2 separate regions of the Mus musculus genome follow, and region 1 is linked to region 2. Evidence: chromatin contacts called from public promoter capture Hi-C data. All regions are on one chromosome and are shown on one strand. Each heading gives the region's core, a stretch centred on a gene start, on an enhancer-like site or on the middle of the called end of the contact. The rest is flanking DNA. Distances are from core to core; before and after follow the strand shown. Region 1 holds the start of Fads6 (fatty acid desaturase domain family, member 6). Region 2 holds the start of Hid1 (HID1 domain containing).

Region 1 (7,586 bases), core at 4,999-7,498, 70 kb before region 2:
TTTGAAAGGAGAGACAGGCAGACAGACAGACAGACAGAATAGTTAAGGGCCAGGATACAGCTCAAAGATGGTGCAGGTCTTTGCACAAGGCCCTTTATCTAATCCCTCTCACCAAAAAAGAAAAAAAAATCATTATGGCTGACCTTATTCAAACAAGAGTCCTGGATGGGAGCAAGCAGGAAGATGGTGAGACGTGCCCGAGGGTACAGCCTTGATGCGACTGCACCAAACTACAGCCAGTAGAGAGAAAACGGATCATGACTAGGCTGGGGGTTCTTTGCGGTTTGTACCACAGGGAGCCAGTGGATAGCAACAGGCATTCCCCTGTGTGACACACCTCCCAAAAGGGCTCAGCGAGATTCCTAGTGGGCTCTGCCTGTGACTCCACCCCACACCCAAAGCTGAGTTTACAAGGAGGATTTAAAGAGGAGACATAACAAAGAGCTTCCTGACTGGCATGGCTGGTTCCCGCCCACTCAGGGGAGCATCCTTGACTGTGACACTGAAGGCCTTTCAGAGGTCGAACCTTCTCAACTTCAGGACTTAAACCACGGCGGCCTGCTTATTCTACCTTGCCCTGAGCCTTTTGGTGGTCATCCTTGCATGGCATCCTTCCCTGGCCAACCCTAAGGATAGGCCTAGCAGCCTGGGTGATGTAACCCCAGTAGAGAGTGCTTGCTGGGTAAGGCGGGGTGGGAACTTCTTCAGGTATGTCAGAGAGGGGTCTCCAGAGAAACCTCATCTGGTGTGGGTAGGGGTACATGGTTTTGAATACAGCCTAGAGTGCTAGCCCAACTCTATCCTACCTGTTCCAGTTCTCCAGAGCCGGAGAAAGAGGCTGGTCCCACACCAGCTCAGACCCAGTAGGCTCTAAGATCAATGCTGGATTACCAAAGAAAGCCAGAGGTGCACAGCTGATGCCTGGCACTGCAGGCTCTGTAGAACCCTGAGGAGAGCAGGCCTAAGAGCAGGATGTTCAATGAGATGGTGTCACCAGGGGTCGTGTGGATGAGGGAAGGATGAAAGGAGAAGACAACAGGATTAGAAGTGACAGCCAGGGATCCGGGAAGGGTCCCACGCACCCTCTGAGGTTCCTTTGTGCCAGGTAACCCAATACGAACACCTGCACCGCCCTGCCAGGCCCTGCAGCCTCTCAGGTAACAAGCACAAAATAAACAAACACTGTGGGAAGCAGCCCTGTGCTGCCTCTGTGACAGGCAGTGTGTCGTCCCAGGAAGAAACACAAGGCCACACTATGGCTCATGGGAGGCCTGGCAAGTCTGTACCGTCTCATCCAGTGCCCTCAAAGGGTTAACGAGGAGGTGGCGTTATCAAGCTTATAGACTCCATGACGAAACTAACCCTTGCTCAAGGTCAGGGAAAACCGCTGGGCCTGGGACTCCAATCAAGTCACAAAGCTACAAAGATATTGATTGCCACACACACACACCAGCTAGGTAGGGCTGAGCCACACTCCCCCATGTGTGGGAACCTATCCTAGAGGGGTGCCTGAGTTATGCCCCAAGGTTGGAAAATTGAGGTGCTTCCCTGACTAGGTTACTCAGAGAGTGTGATTGACCAAACTAGTTCTGCCCACAGCTCAGCAAAGCCCAGCAGCACGGCCAACAGTGTTACAGCATGGGAGGGGAATCCAGGCCTTTCCTTACAAGCCACAGAACCACATCGGCCTTCAGGACAGCCCCCCGCCCCCACCCCACCCTCTCACACTCACAAACACCATTGGCTAACTTTCCCTTCGACTTTGTCCCCAACTGGAATGCAAGGTCATTGTAGACAAATACTAATAGAATCGCTGCTAAGAACTTGGGTGGAAGGAAAAGAAGCAAACATGAGGCCATTTGGACAGGAGTTTGCACAGGACAGAGCTGTGTGCAACACACAGAACTCGGCCCCAAGGCTGTTTGGGTTCCGCAAGTCACTGCACTGGGTTTCTGAAGAAGTCCAAGCAATCTAGGAAGACAACTCAACGAGAGTGTCTCAGTTCCTTGCCTCCGTATGTAAGCTCCTCCGTCCCCCACCCCCACCCCCACCCCCACCCCGCCCCAGGCAAAGTCAGAAGCCCTCACCCTTGATCAGGCATCAGCTCTCCAGAAGCCTGGGAAGGACGCTTGAGAAACCTCTGCACAATACGGCCCTTGTAGTCCAAGATGGATCTCCTTTACCAGTCTCTAGCTGCCACAGGCCCCTAGCACTCAGCACCACTTTAGAAAACCCGAGCAGAACTCAGCCTGTGCCGAGTCCCATTATTAGAAAGATACAAATGATACAAAGTATCCATTACTCCTGCCTCTCCTGGCAGGTTACAGACCCTGACCCCAGGGTCCAACCTGTGCCTATTAGTCTGGGCTGACCCAGAGCTTCCTGGAAAGGAAAGTATCTTAAAGCAGACCATAGGAATCAGCAGCCTGAGGGACCCTCATGTCCTTGGCCCTTCAGAAACCTAGGCTGGTAGAAAGGCGTGAGAGGGAGGGAAAGGGAGGACAGGGAATGCTGGGTAAGAACGTTTCCACCACACAGTGGATGTGGTATATCAAAAGGTGTGTGTGTGTGTGTGTGTGTGTGTGTGTGTGTGTGTGTGTGTGTGTGGTTGTGTATATGTGTGTATGTGTGGGTGTATCTGTGTATGTGTGTGTATGTGATTGTGTATATGTGTGTTTATGGGGGTATTCTTGTATGTATGTATGTATGTACGTGTACATGTATATGTATATAAGGTAGTTTGAATGAAATTGGCATATAGAGGGTAGCAAATTGGCACCATAGGTTTGTAGAGAGTAGCACCACTAAGGAGATGTGGACTTGGTTGAGGATTGCATCACTGGGAGTGAGCTTTGAGGTTTCAGACGCTCAAGCCAGGCCCTGTCTCCCTCTCTCTCTCCCTGCTGGCTGTCTATCCAGATATAGAACTCTCAGCCATGTCTCCAGCACCATGTCTGCTAGGACTCCTCCATGCTTCCCGCCATGTCAATACTGGAGGAAACCTCTGAACTATAAGCCAGCCTAAGTAAATGTTTCCCTCAAGAGTTACTGTGCTCCTGATAGGTGGGGCCAGGGAGCCATAGGACCAAAGAAAGCAAGCCTGGACCAAGAGTAGGATTGAGGCGTGTCCTGGAAATCTCATCCGGAGATCAGCCTGCATGGCCCGGAGCATGGAGCCCTGTGCCACACCCCCACCTTTGTCCCACCTGAGGAGGTCAAGTAGCCAGTAGCCAGGTTTCCCTTCCCCTCATAAGGACATGGCCAGCAGCGCCTGGAATTCCTCCTCATGCTAAGGCGACATCCTCAGCACCGTGGCCTTGGCCAATGCTGTACATTCACCCCATAGCTCCTACCCACCCGCAAAGGTGTAAATAGCTTTTGTTTTCCCCAGTTAAACAAGCTGTCTCACTGATGCCTGTCTCCCGAGAGGAGTCTGTTCCTGCTGCCTGAGGTCTCCGTGTGTGTGTGTGTGTGTGTGTGTGTGTGTGTGTGTGTGTGTCTGTGGTGTGCATAAAGTTGTATAAAAAGTTACATGATGATTCAGGGAGCAGAAGAGATGGCTTAACCGTTAAGAGTAATGGCTGCTCTTACAGAAGACCTGGGTTCCATCCCAGTACCATGCCGTATGGCTCACAGCCACATGGAACTCCAGTTCCTGGGAATTCTTTTCCTTTTTTCTTTTCTTTCCTTTCTTTCTTTCTTTCTTTCTTTCTTTTTCGAGACAGGGTTTCTCTGTGTAGCCCTGGCTGTCCTGGAACTCACTTTGTAGACCAGGCTGGCCTCAAACTCAGAAATCCGCCTGCCTCTGCCTCCCGAGTGCTGGGATTAAAGGCGTGCGTCACCACTGCCCGGCCCTGGGGATTCTTTGGTGCCCTCTCTGGCCATCATGGTCATTGTGTACATGTAGTGCACACATAGACAGGCAGTTACTCACATCTACACATAAACAAAAAGAAGGACTCTCAAGATCACTCAGCGAGTTAAACTTAATGGCAAGCCTAAGGGCCTGGGTCGGCATCCCAGGACCCAAAAGGTGGCAGGAGAAAGCTGAGGACTGGAGAGATGGCTCAGCTGTTAAGAGCATTGACTGCTCTTCCAGAGGTCCTGAGTTCAAATCCCAGCAACCACATGGTGGCTCACAGCCATCTGTAACGGGATCCGAAGACCTCTTCTGGTGTGTCTGAAGACAGTGACAGTGTACTCACATATATAAAAGAAAGAAAGAAAAAGCAAACAAAACTGAGAACTGTTACATGTTGTCATCTGACCTTCACTGGTATGCCATGCCTCATGCAACACCCTCCACACACATGTACAAAACAAATAAATTTATAGAAAGATAGAACAATTGTGTTGCTTGGTCCGCAGAGTAAGACCTTTTCCTGTTCCTAGCAGCTTCTCCATCTACCCCTAAGGGGCCCGGCTGGCTAGGTGAGGGTTCCCTGGAGTAGAGAGAACATGTTTGATAGAGGATCTAGAAAGGCCTGAAGAACGATTTGTCCAGGGGCCTTTGCCTTCCTGGTGGGCCCACAGGTAAGAAGGCCTAGGAAGGAGAGGTGGAGGAAGGGAGCCGAGTTCTTTCTGGAGGTTACAGGAGCAAAGAGTTTCTCAAGATGGCTCAGCCATCAGCAGGCATAAGTGGAGCAGGTTGCAGAGCTGGAGCGCTGTGACACTGCCCCCCAACATCCTGACACACCCCCGACTCCACCTCACTGTTCACCCCTTCAGACAATAAGCCCTGATTGCAGAACCAGGAGGCTTCTGTGAGGCAACACAGCCCCGGAGCAAAACTGGCAAGCTGCAGGAGGCCTCCTGAAAGGAAGAAGAAACTCCATCCACCTTTGGCCTAGTGCTACAGAAGACGAGGACTAAAGGAGTCGGAGGACAAGGAATACCTTGAGGGGAGAAATGTTTCTGCTGCTCAGTCAATTTTATCAAGATTATCATGAGATAAACCACGTTCATCGTCATCGACAGATATCGGAACACATAGGATGCGAACTGCTCATTAACGCCAACTTCCTCTCAAGGCCTTGGATGAATACACGGGTACACACACACACACACACACACACACACGCACACGCACACGCACACGCACATGCACACTCCCTCTGTATTGCACACCACACACTTGGATCTACCCACCCTCTGCGGCAGCTCCCTGTCCATGTGAATGGGCACACAGAGTTGCCCAGCAACTGCCCCATCCCGCCAGGCTCACCTCCAAAAAGAAAATCATCAAGATCTTGCTCCAGCGTTTGGACTCTGTGAGGGCACTGTGAGTGGCCAGGTGGCTGCCCTTGACGGTGAGTGTATAATGGCACACACCCAAGATTGTGATGCCCGTGGCAAAGGCCAGGATATTATGGGCGCGTAGGCACAGGAACCCTGCAAAGAGGACGGACCAGGGATCAGGATCTTTCGCCACCTTTTGAAAATATGAGTCCAGACCCACATACACACACTTTCCCAAATCCGGAGCCAAAGAGGGCCAGCCTTCGGCCTGTGACAGGTTCCTCTAAGGCCTGAGAGGGGTGGTTTGACTTTCTCCGTGGGATTTGGAACACACAAAAAAAATCCCCACTGGGCTTTTCAAGGATATTTTGCTGTCCTCGTTCTGCCCGGTCACCCTCCTGAGCCCCCGCCAGAGCAGAGATGGGGACTGGATGTCACAGAGCCATTAGACCGCTAGATGTGCAGCCGGCTTCCTCAGTCCTACTCATCCCATCTCCGGTGTCCCCTGTAGAACATGCTCTTCCCTTCTTCCGGTTCACTTTCCCCTTCCCCACGGCTCCTTGTGCAACTTTTTCCTCCACCACTTTCAAGCATCGGACTTCCTCCCACCTCCAGCGGGACATGAGTTGAACACCCCCAGCTAGACTTTGGAGAGTGAGGTGGGATCCAGGATCCTCAAGTCCTGAGGTTCCCTTCCAGCCTGCACCACCTTCAGCCGCGCCACCCCCATCCGCAGCCCGTGTCTCTGTGTTTCCGTCGTACCTGCCGGCAAGGCGAGCAGGCTGAGAGCGAGGATGGCGCAGTCCACACCGTGGCGCTCCCACCACGAGCTCGCCCGCACCACATCCTGCACCTGACGCTCCAGCTCTTTCAGCAGCGCCTCAGCAGCGCCGTCCCCCGGAGGCGCACTACGAACGGTCTCCATGGGTTCCCTGGACTCACCGAGCTGGGGACAAGCGAGGAGGACCCGGGATTCGGGTGTGAGCTCGGTTGCTGCGCCGGAGAGAACACGCGGGGAGGAGGGGAGGAGCGGAGGGGCGGAGTCACGCATCTGGCTGGGACACCACTAGCCTGAGGTCACCGTGGGAGGCGCGGGGTACCTTCTGCCACGCACAGCCATGACCCGTGACCTAGGCGGGGCCTAGAAGCAGCCTCTCCCGCCAGCCCTTGATACCAGGGCAGCTTGGGGAGGGAGGAGCCAGAGTGGTGCGCGGGGTGGGGAGATGACCCTGAGACAAGGACCAACCTGGGGTAGAGGGAACAGGACTGGGACAAAGTAGCAGACCCCCGAAGGCCTTAACTGTTCATCCACCTCCTCTCAGTCTCCATCTCGGGTTCGTTGTGCGTTCTTAGTCCCCAAACCCAAGTATTTCTATCTCATTAAATTATTAATTTGTATGTGTAGATGTGTCCACGCGGAGTTCAGAGGATAGTTAACATGGGGGCGGAGGGAGTTTGCTCTGGTTTTAAGCAGAAGTGACTTGTAGGGAGGTGGCTTTGCAGCCCGGTAATGGGTAGATAGATACAGAGAAAACATGTCCTGAGTTCACCACTGGGTAGGCAGACATACTGCTAGAATGTCTCTCCAGCTCCACTGGATGGGGACAGCCAGGTCTGAATGGGCCTGGGACAAGCATGAGACTTGAGAATGCCTCTTCCCCTAACATCGGTGCTGACGCAACTGTCACCAGCGTGACTGAGCTGGCGTGGTCCTTTGAGGATAAGCGCCTGACTCCCTTCTCTGCCCCCTTTACATCTTCACAGTACTCCCCCCAGTTTCATTTCAAAGCCCTTTAAAAAAAAAAAAAAACCCGACTGAGTCCTGTGTGTGTTTTCCCAGGAGACCCTTGGGCAGTAGGGCACGAGTGAGGGAGAGCGAGCTATGGCTTGAATTTCTCTCCTGGTACTCTCCTTCACAGATTCAGCTATGTTCTTCAAGTTCATGTGTGAAGCCATCCTCTGGCTACACAATTCTCTCAACTGGCCATGTAGCCCAGGCTGGTCTCAAACCTACTGTCCTGCCCAGCATCCCACATACTGGGACCTGACATTCTTTCTGAAGGGACAGGATCAAGAGGTCCTGAGCAGACCCGTGTCCTCCACTTCTAGACATTTACTAGGCTTTGTGTATTCCCATGTCACCCTGTAAAAATGACACCCACTTGTGTAGTTCAGACCTTTCTTTCTAACATCTTGGTCCTAGGGATCAAACTCAGACAGGCCCCAGAGTTACCGAATGGCTAAACTCCAAGTCCAGTTCTCTTGTTTTAGACAGAGAAAGGGAACCGCCAGTCTCCCTCATTATGTCCCACCCAGAGTCCCCACCACAAGAGTAGAATTTTTAGGGA
Region 2 (7,783 bases), core at 3,049-5,548:
AACCAAGGCAACCATTTTCCATGATAAATTTTACTTCTAGAATTCTCCGCTGGGATGGATAGTTTGATGTCAATTTGATGCAGGCTGGGGTCATTTGCGAAGAGGGAACCTCAATTAAGAAAATGCCTCCAGCTGGGCGGTGGTGGCGCTCGCCTTTAATCCCGGCTCTTGGGAGGCAGAGGCAGGTGGAGCTCCGAGTTTGAGGCTAGCCTGCACTACATAGTCACTTCCAAGATAGCCAGGGCTACACAGAGAAACCCTGTCTCAATCAATCAATCAATCAATCAATGTGCCTCCATAAGATCCAGCTGTGAGGCATTTTCTTAATTAGTAATTGACGGGGAGGGCCCAGCCTAGTGTGGATGGAGTCATCCCTGAGCTGGTGGTCCTGAGTTCTATAAGAAAGCAGGCTGAGCAAGCCATGGGGAGCAGGTCAGTAAGCAGCCCCCTCCATGGCCTCTACACCAGCTGCTGCCTCCAGGTTCCTGCCCTGTTGGAGTTCCTGCCCTGACCCCAAGTTGCTTTGGTCAGGGTGTACCATTACACCACACAGGCATGCTCTCCTTTGGGAACCTCCAGCCCCAACTTCTACACCCCACATTCCTGACTCAGGTCTAGATCCACTCACCTCACAGCCCAGCAGCCCAGCATTGGCCCTGCTCTCAAAGCTGAGGCAGATGAAGCTGAGGTCCTGACAAGGCTGAGTGCCAGGGGGCTGCCCAAACCCAAGGCTGGGGCTGCAGGCTTCACCAAAGTGCCCACCCTCCACCCCATTCTGGGGAGCCCCAGGATAACTTGTGGCTGCACCCTCAGTCCCAGAACTGGTAGAGCAAGTCAGCCAAAGGTAAACAAAGGCTAAAGGAGAGGCCCTGGAGCTGGGGTTTGCTGGACCTCAGCCTCACCAGTCCTGGTGGCCTGGAGCCAGAACGCAGTGGGAAAGGACATTTCAGAGGAAAGGCCTGTGGAGATCCTCCTCATCAGGAGCACCTCTGAAAGCCTCTAATACTCAGCTCACCTCTCAGGGAGTCAGCATCCCTTAAAGGGGCCGAAGCCCCCGCTGAATACAAATGGAGCTGACCACTGACCTAGTTCATTAGACAACCATCACCTCGGAACTGAAATCCAAACGAGACATAAGAGGGCCTTAGAGGTCTAACCTAGAAGCAGAGGGGGGAAAAAACCTTCATAAACAAGCATTTATCTTTCTATCTACCCCCACCTTTTTCATGTAGCCGGGGCTAGCCTGTAGTCACTCTCATTATGGAGACTGAACATAGGACCTCATGATTGTTAGCCTCAGCTTGCACTTCCTCCCCTGATCCCACTGGGTCTTAGGCATTTGCATTGGCTGAGGGACCAGCTGTAGCTTTAACATTTTTTTTACTTTATTTTTTATTTATGTGCATATGTGTCTCTCTCTGCGTGTACACATACATGAGGCTGCCCCTAGAGGCCAGAAGGTGTTGGATCTCCCCAGAGCTCACAGGTAGTTGTGAGCCACCCCAACGTGGGTGCTGTGAACCAAACTCTTCATCTGAAAGAGTAGCTGGAGCCCTCTTAACCACTGAACCATCTCTCCAGCCCCAAGCTGGGGTTGTCACAGTCTCCTTCTAGGGTGGGAGTGGTAAGGGGTAAAACCAGCATTGAGCTAGCCCAATAAGGACGATATGTCCTGACAGGTGATCAAAGTATTATTCTAGGCTCACACACATGCATGCGTGTGAACACACACCTATCAGCTCTTACCCTAGCCTGCAGCAGAGCATCCTCAATGAACAGAATCTGGGGGAGAGTCTCTGATCCTGTAGTGCCCCACTCTGGGGCCCCAGCCAAGTGAGGAAAGAGTCAAGAATGTGGCTGGTCTCAGAGTTAGGGTTAAGCCCTGCCCAGGGCTGGCTAATAGGGCAGGAAGAAAACAGGATGCAGGGCAGGAAGGCAGGGAAGGCTGACCTGCAAGAGCTCAGACCCAGGCTACAGTAAGGTCCACTTGTCTACTGCTCAAAGCACAGCCTCGGAGGGCTTAGAAGTGAGGTCATCCTGTGGCCATCACATCTGCAGCCCCTTGGGGATACTGAGTTCGAAGGTCCAGGAAGACCTTTTCGGACCAGATTCTTGAATCCCAGCTGCTCAAAGCTGATCACTAGAGTCCAAGGCTTTGGCCCCCACCCACTTGTGAGAGTCCCATGCTTATGAGAAGGCCCACAGGCTAGTGAATGGCTCAGCAGTAAAGGCACTTGGTAAAAATGCTTGGTAAACATAATTTGTGCTTGCTGCCAAGCCTAACCTAAGTTCCATCCCTAGGGCCCACATAGTGGAAGAAGAGAACTGACTCCCATTGTTGTCCTCTGACCTTCATGTATATACATGATACACATGTATACACACACACACACACCAAAAATAATAATAATATAAACTGAAAAGAAGGAGACAGATGGGAGAGGAAGAAGAGAGATAAGAGAAGGGGGAGGAGGAAGAGGAAGATGGGGGAGGAAGAAGGGGAGTAGTCCACACTGGGTCTCCAATCTATTCTAGACCCTGATCCAAGCAACTGTCTTCATCTGAGAACAGACTATCTCAACCAGGTACAAACCTACTGATGTAGTATTCAGGGGGAGGGTTCCTAAGCAGGTCACTGCCCACCTTTCTAGAGCTGGTTTAATCCTGCTGCTAAAGGACCTGCTCAGCCCACCAAACCATCTTCCAGCAAGCCAGCCCCTCCCCAGGCAGGGCAAACATGGGAGACGCTCCCCCAGCTCTCACCACCCTACACTGTGCAAAATACCACACACCACCCTTTCCTGCTACCCACTGATGGAGAGTCTCACGTCTGAGGTTCTGGAACAAGCCACAGGAAGCAAAGAGAAGCAGTTCTGGTTTCCGCCAAGTGCCCCTCAGATAGAAACAGGCTCTCTAGAGGCCCTGGCATTCCTTTCCTCGGCCTCTGACCTTCCCAAGGTGGGTAACAGGGTGTGGGAGTAGTGGTCGGCTCTCTGAGGCTGTGACTGGCTGGTTGTGGGTAGGCAGCTCTCCTGATCCCACTCACACTGGCCAAGAACAATATAGAGCTCTGAGAACAGTCGGATGGGGGTGGGGTTCCAGATGGCAGTAGGTCCAGAGCCCTTTGACAGGCAGGGCCTTGGAGAGGCTGCTGGTATCTCCATAACCAGAGTAGCCTGGTTTCCAGAAATAAAGATTGAAGGGACGACAGGGAAGGAACCTTGCTGGGTCAAGAGGTGTGTGCTGAAGGTAGGAGGCAGCTTCTGTGACACTTGTAGACACGGGGGATGGGGGGGGGGAGTGTGGACTGGAGTTACCCATGGCTCCCTCTCCAACAGACCAATGATAATCTCCTCATCCCCGAAACCCCAATCCCTATTCCGGGTGCCAAAAAGCACAGCCAATCAGCTCCACCGGGCCTGGAGAAGCCCCTGGATCATCACTAGCTGGAAAGCTGGCTTCCCTAGGCCTGAGGACAGCTCCTCTTACCCAGCTGCCGCTGCCTGCCACTCTATGAGCTCCCAGGAAGACCTGGGCCTTCCCTACCCTCAGGCATCAGCCAGGGCCCAGAGAGGCCACCGCTGCCACCGCTGCCATCGCGCACCAGCTGTTTTCCCCAACCCAGGCAGGCGCCGGCCCGGCTTTGTTTGCATTGAGTCAGCCGGGGCTGTATGTCCGGGACCATGGGCACTGAGGGGCAGGGAGACCAGCGGGGCGATGGATGGGTAGGTGGGAGCGGGAAGAGGCTGGCTAAGCGAGGCTGCGGGCACCGGGGGGGCGGGACAGGGGGCGGATAACGTTGTCGCCGCCGGCTCCAGGAGTAGGCACACGTCAGCCTAAGGTGGCAGCAGCAGCAGTGCCCGGGAGAGTGTTCCCAGGGGAGAGTAGGCATAGGGTGGGCTCCCAGAGGCAGGGATGGAGCCCTAGTTACAAAGGAAAAGTCCCGTTCCGGTGCTTGTTTCAGCATCCCCCTCTGGATTAGCCGGTCACCCCACCCTCGGGTGAACCGTGTTCACCCAGCCCCCCCGGCCCTGCCCTGCCCCCAGGGCCGGCAGGTGGATGAAGAGGCTGGGCCCCCAGGCGCACCTGCGTCTTGGTGGTCAGCTGGATCACCGCCTTCCGGAAGTTCAGCTTGGAGTCTGCGGATCCCATGTCGATGGACCCCGCTCCAGCCCGACCCCGGATTCCGACTCTGCCGCGGGCTCCGGCTGTGACTCCAGCTCCAGCTCCGCAGCCCCGGCTGCTCTCTGGGGAGCGAAGCTGCGAACCCCGCCTGCCGCAGGCGTCGGCCCCGCCCCTGTGGCTCCGCCTTTAGATCCGCCCCCACGAGGCCCCGCCTCTGCACCTGCCGCTCAGGCCTCCAAGAAGAAGTCCGGAGTTCTCCGTGGAACCCAACTCCTGGTCCTTTCGTCTGCAACTGAGTGTTGTCCTCGATCCTCAGTCCGCAAGACTGAAACCCTCCTGGTATCTCATCTCCTGCCTCCACCTTCATTCTTCATTCCTGCTCAGACCCGCAGTTTCTCCTCCAATCCTCTCTACCTGATGTTCATGCTTTCCTACTATTGTTGCTATCTGAGCTTGCTTGCTTTTTCTCTTTTCTTTTCTTTTCTTTTCTTTTCTTTTCTTTTCTTTTCTTTTCTTTTCTTTTCTTTTCTTTTCTTTTCTTTTCTTTTCTTTCCTTTCCTTTCCTTTCCTTTCCTTTCCTTTTCTTTTCTTTTCCTTTCCTTTCCTTTCTTTTCTTTTCTTTTTCTCCTCTCCTCTCCTCTCCTCTCCTCCCCTCCCCTCCCCTCCTCTCCTCTCCTTTCTTTCTTCCTCCCTTCCTTTCTTTCTGTTTGCTTCTCTTTCTGACCTATCAAATCCACGTGTCTAGCCTTGAAGTTATTCTAACCCTTAAAAGGTTTAGCTCTTGCTTGTGTGGAAGGATGGGCTGACTCAGTGTCCCTGTTCCAGGAAGGCAGCTCAGCAGTGAAAAATCCCTTGGGTCTTGACGCTTATCTAGCTCCCTGGCTTCCCTGAGAACTCTTTGAAGTGTAGAGGACATGACATAAACATCACAGATCCTGGTTTCAGAAGAAAGGAGTTTACCCATGGTATAGCCTAGTACACTGTGTTTGTTTTGTGAGGAGTTTATCGTAGGCTTGCCTCGAACTCACTGTTACTGGTGATGAATTTTTTAATCCATCTCCCAAGTACCAAGGTCACAGGTTCCATGATCACCCTTGGTATTATGGGGTGCTGTAGATTGAACCAAGAGGTTCTTGGATGTTAGGCAAGCACTCTAATTATTAAATTAAGAGTAATAGCTGACAACCCAATAAAAATAGTTGATCCACATATGAGATCTCAGAACTCAGGAGGTGAAGGCAAGAGGGACTGTCATCCTTGGTGAATAGTGAGTTTGAGACCAGCATTGGCAAAATCCAAAATAATCTGGTATTTATCTAATATATATATATCTCATAGCAAGCCAGGACAGCAGGACAGCCAGGGCCATGTATGATGTATGTGTCCCACCCCTCACACAATCATGTTACTGTGTCTAGAAGTTTCTGAGAATCCTGGATAGTTCTAAACAACATGACTTTAATCTAAAGGGGGATCCCGGAGTTGTAAAATAAGGAGTATGCTCCATCAAGGCAGCTGGATCAGGTGTAGAGGTAGAGAGAGAGGGCATGGTCTCACTACCTCACAGAACAAGCCACAGCATTGGGTAGCTCTAGCTTTTCTCTAAAGGTATGTTGTCCCTACAAAATTCTGGGTGTGCCCCCAGGGCTTTTTTTTTTGTAATCACTCTGAGATAATGAATGGTTTCTTTATTCAGTTTAAAAAAAAAAAAAAAAGCATAGCACCAAGCCAAGTATGCTAACACAGGCCTTTAATTCTAGCACACAAGAGGGAGAGGCAGGCAGGTCTCTTTGAGTTCAAAACCAGCCTGTTCTACATAGCTGGTTCCAGGCCAGTCAGAGCTACACAGCAAGACCCCATCTCAAACAAATAATACCTGAGAATCTGTGGACCAGCACTTGGCACCAACACCACTGACCTGTGGGCTTTCAAGAGAGTCCCAGTGAGACTATCAAATTCCAATCTTCAGCTTGCCTAAGATAACAGAAATTAATCTGCCTCTGGCTTAGTTGGTTGGTGGATCAGGTATTAGCTGAATATAAAGTTTTCTTGTTTCTTTGCTTATTTGCAGACAGGATCTCCTGTGGCCCAGGCTGACCTGGAACTCTTTATGTACCTGAGATTGGCCTTGAATTTCTGATCTTCCTGTTTCCACCTCCTCAGTGTTGCAATTACAGTTATACACTGCCCCCCTCCTGGCTATAATATACTATATTATCATTTATAGACATTCGGGGAACGGTGGAGCCGTGGGAGCAGAAAGCAAGCCAGCAGTTGCTGGGAGCCAGAGGTGGGAAGGGTGGACTGAGAAAGATAAGGAGGGAACTTAGTGGGGCAATGAAAACTTTCTGTTTGATTTTTCTCATAACAATAGGCCTCAAGGGAGTGAGCTTTACTGTATATAAACTGCACCTCAATAAACTGGACTTTTAAAATGAAGGCCAAGGAACATGGGGAGCTGCTTAGCTGACAGATTGCCTGCTTAGCATGCAGGAGATGCCGGGTTCCGTCCCCAGCCCTACAAAAATAAAGAAAAATAAAAGCTGTAAGCGGCAAAGAAACTAACTCAGGAAACCAGTCTCTCTACGACTGTATACATGTAAACATTTTCATAGTAAACACTTTCAGAAAACAATCTGTCTGCATAAAGGCACCATCAGTAAATAAAATTGGACCTCTGAACACGTAGAGAAATTACTCTTTTCTTATCAATGTGACAATCTTCTGGAAGGTTCTTGGCTATGGGAAAGCATGTCATGTCCTTGTTTTGTGGCCAGAATAAAAGACTCACTGGTCAGTGGCTCCTGTGGCCCTCTCCGGAGTCCTTTCTCTAAATTCAACCATCATTCATCCGGCAGACATTGACTCAGATCCTATTAAGTGCCGGGTACCATTGAAGGAGGCAAGGGCCTAAGCTGTACATGTCTCTACTGCCAATAAATCAAGACATTGAGAGCTATGACGTTGAAAGTCAATCTCTACTCAGGGCCCTGGTAGAGCTAGATAAGAAAGAAAGTGGCTGAGGAGGAGAGTCTAGGCTGAAGCTTGGAAGGTGACTGAGAATGTTAGACAGGCTGGAAACAGATGGAGGAGGGATTACTCGAGAGAGGTTTCTCACAGGGAAGCGCTATGGGGTCGGAACAGGTTACTGAGACCATTAAGGGGCAAAGGAAGGAATAGCTGCCAGTGCCCAGGGAGAGGGAGCCCACCAGAGAAGAACCCCCAGCCTGGGCTGTAGTCTCCACAAAGAAAAGGAAAGTTGGAATGAACACCCCACTTTACTCCTGCCTTGCTTCCTGCTAATCAGGTGAACCCACTGAAAGCAGAAGATTGAGAAAAGCCGGTGACAGAGTTTCGGGAAAGCTCGGCCATGGAATATGAATGAAACAGAAGGAAATCTACACAGACAAGTGGAAAATTTTCAGCTTCCAGCCATTAGGGAGAGCAAGCCGCAGAAAGGCCTGGAGCTTAGAGAGACTCATGTCCAGAGACCTGGTTGGAGGGAGACTTCGATGGGAGATAACACTTGAGATAGCCCAGGAGCCGACCCTAGAGGACTACATACAAACTAATAAACTCTAATTGTATGGCACAACCACTAAAAAGGCCTTTGAAGTGGAGAAATGACGTCATCAGATGACATTAGGTCTTAACAAAT

What was found. Capture Hi-C pulls out chosen DNA fragments and counts their contacts.
Region 1: a contact with region 2 is called in a promoter capture Hi-C map of pancreatic islet. The contact joins the promoter of Fads6 here to the promoter of Hid1 in region 2. A contact is called at or near these places in 14 of 39 promoter capture datasets (the 3T3-L1 cell line, 3T3-L1-derived adipocytes, embryonic stem cells and 9 more), 8 of 484 Hi-C or Micro-C datasets (CD8 T cells, ECoMG myeloid progenitors, Th1 cells and 4 more), 5 of 115 datasets of contacts at active chromatin or transcription factors (effector CD8 T cells, embryonic stem cells, intestinal villus epithelium and 1 more) and 4 of 9 other capture datasets (adipose tissue, liver, macrophages and 1 more).

What each region holds. Positions count from the first base shown.
Region 1 is chr11:115,291,314-115,298,899 of GRCm38.p6, forward strand. It overlaps Fads6 (fatty acid desaturase domain family, member 6), which reads right to left and starts at 6,249. Exons shown (of 6, transcript NM_178035.5): 1 at 6,001-6,249; 2 at 5,225-5,391. The coding sequence starts at 6,163.
Region 2 is chr11:115,363,458-115,371,240 of GRCm38.p6, forward strand. Hid1 (HID1 domain containing) reads right to left here and starts at 4,299. Exons shown (of 19, transcript NM_001346774.1): 1 at 4,087-4,299. The coding sequence starts at 4,152.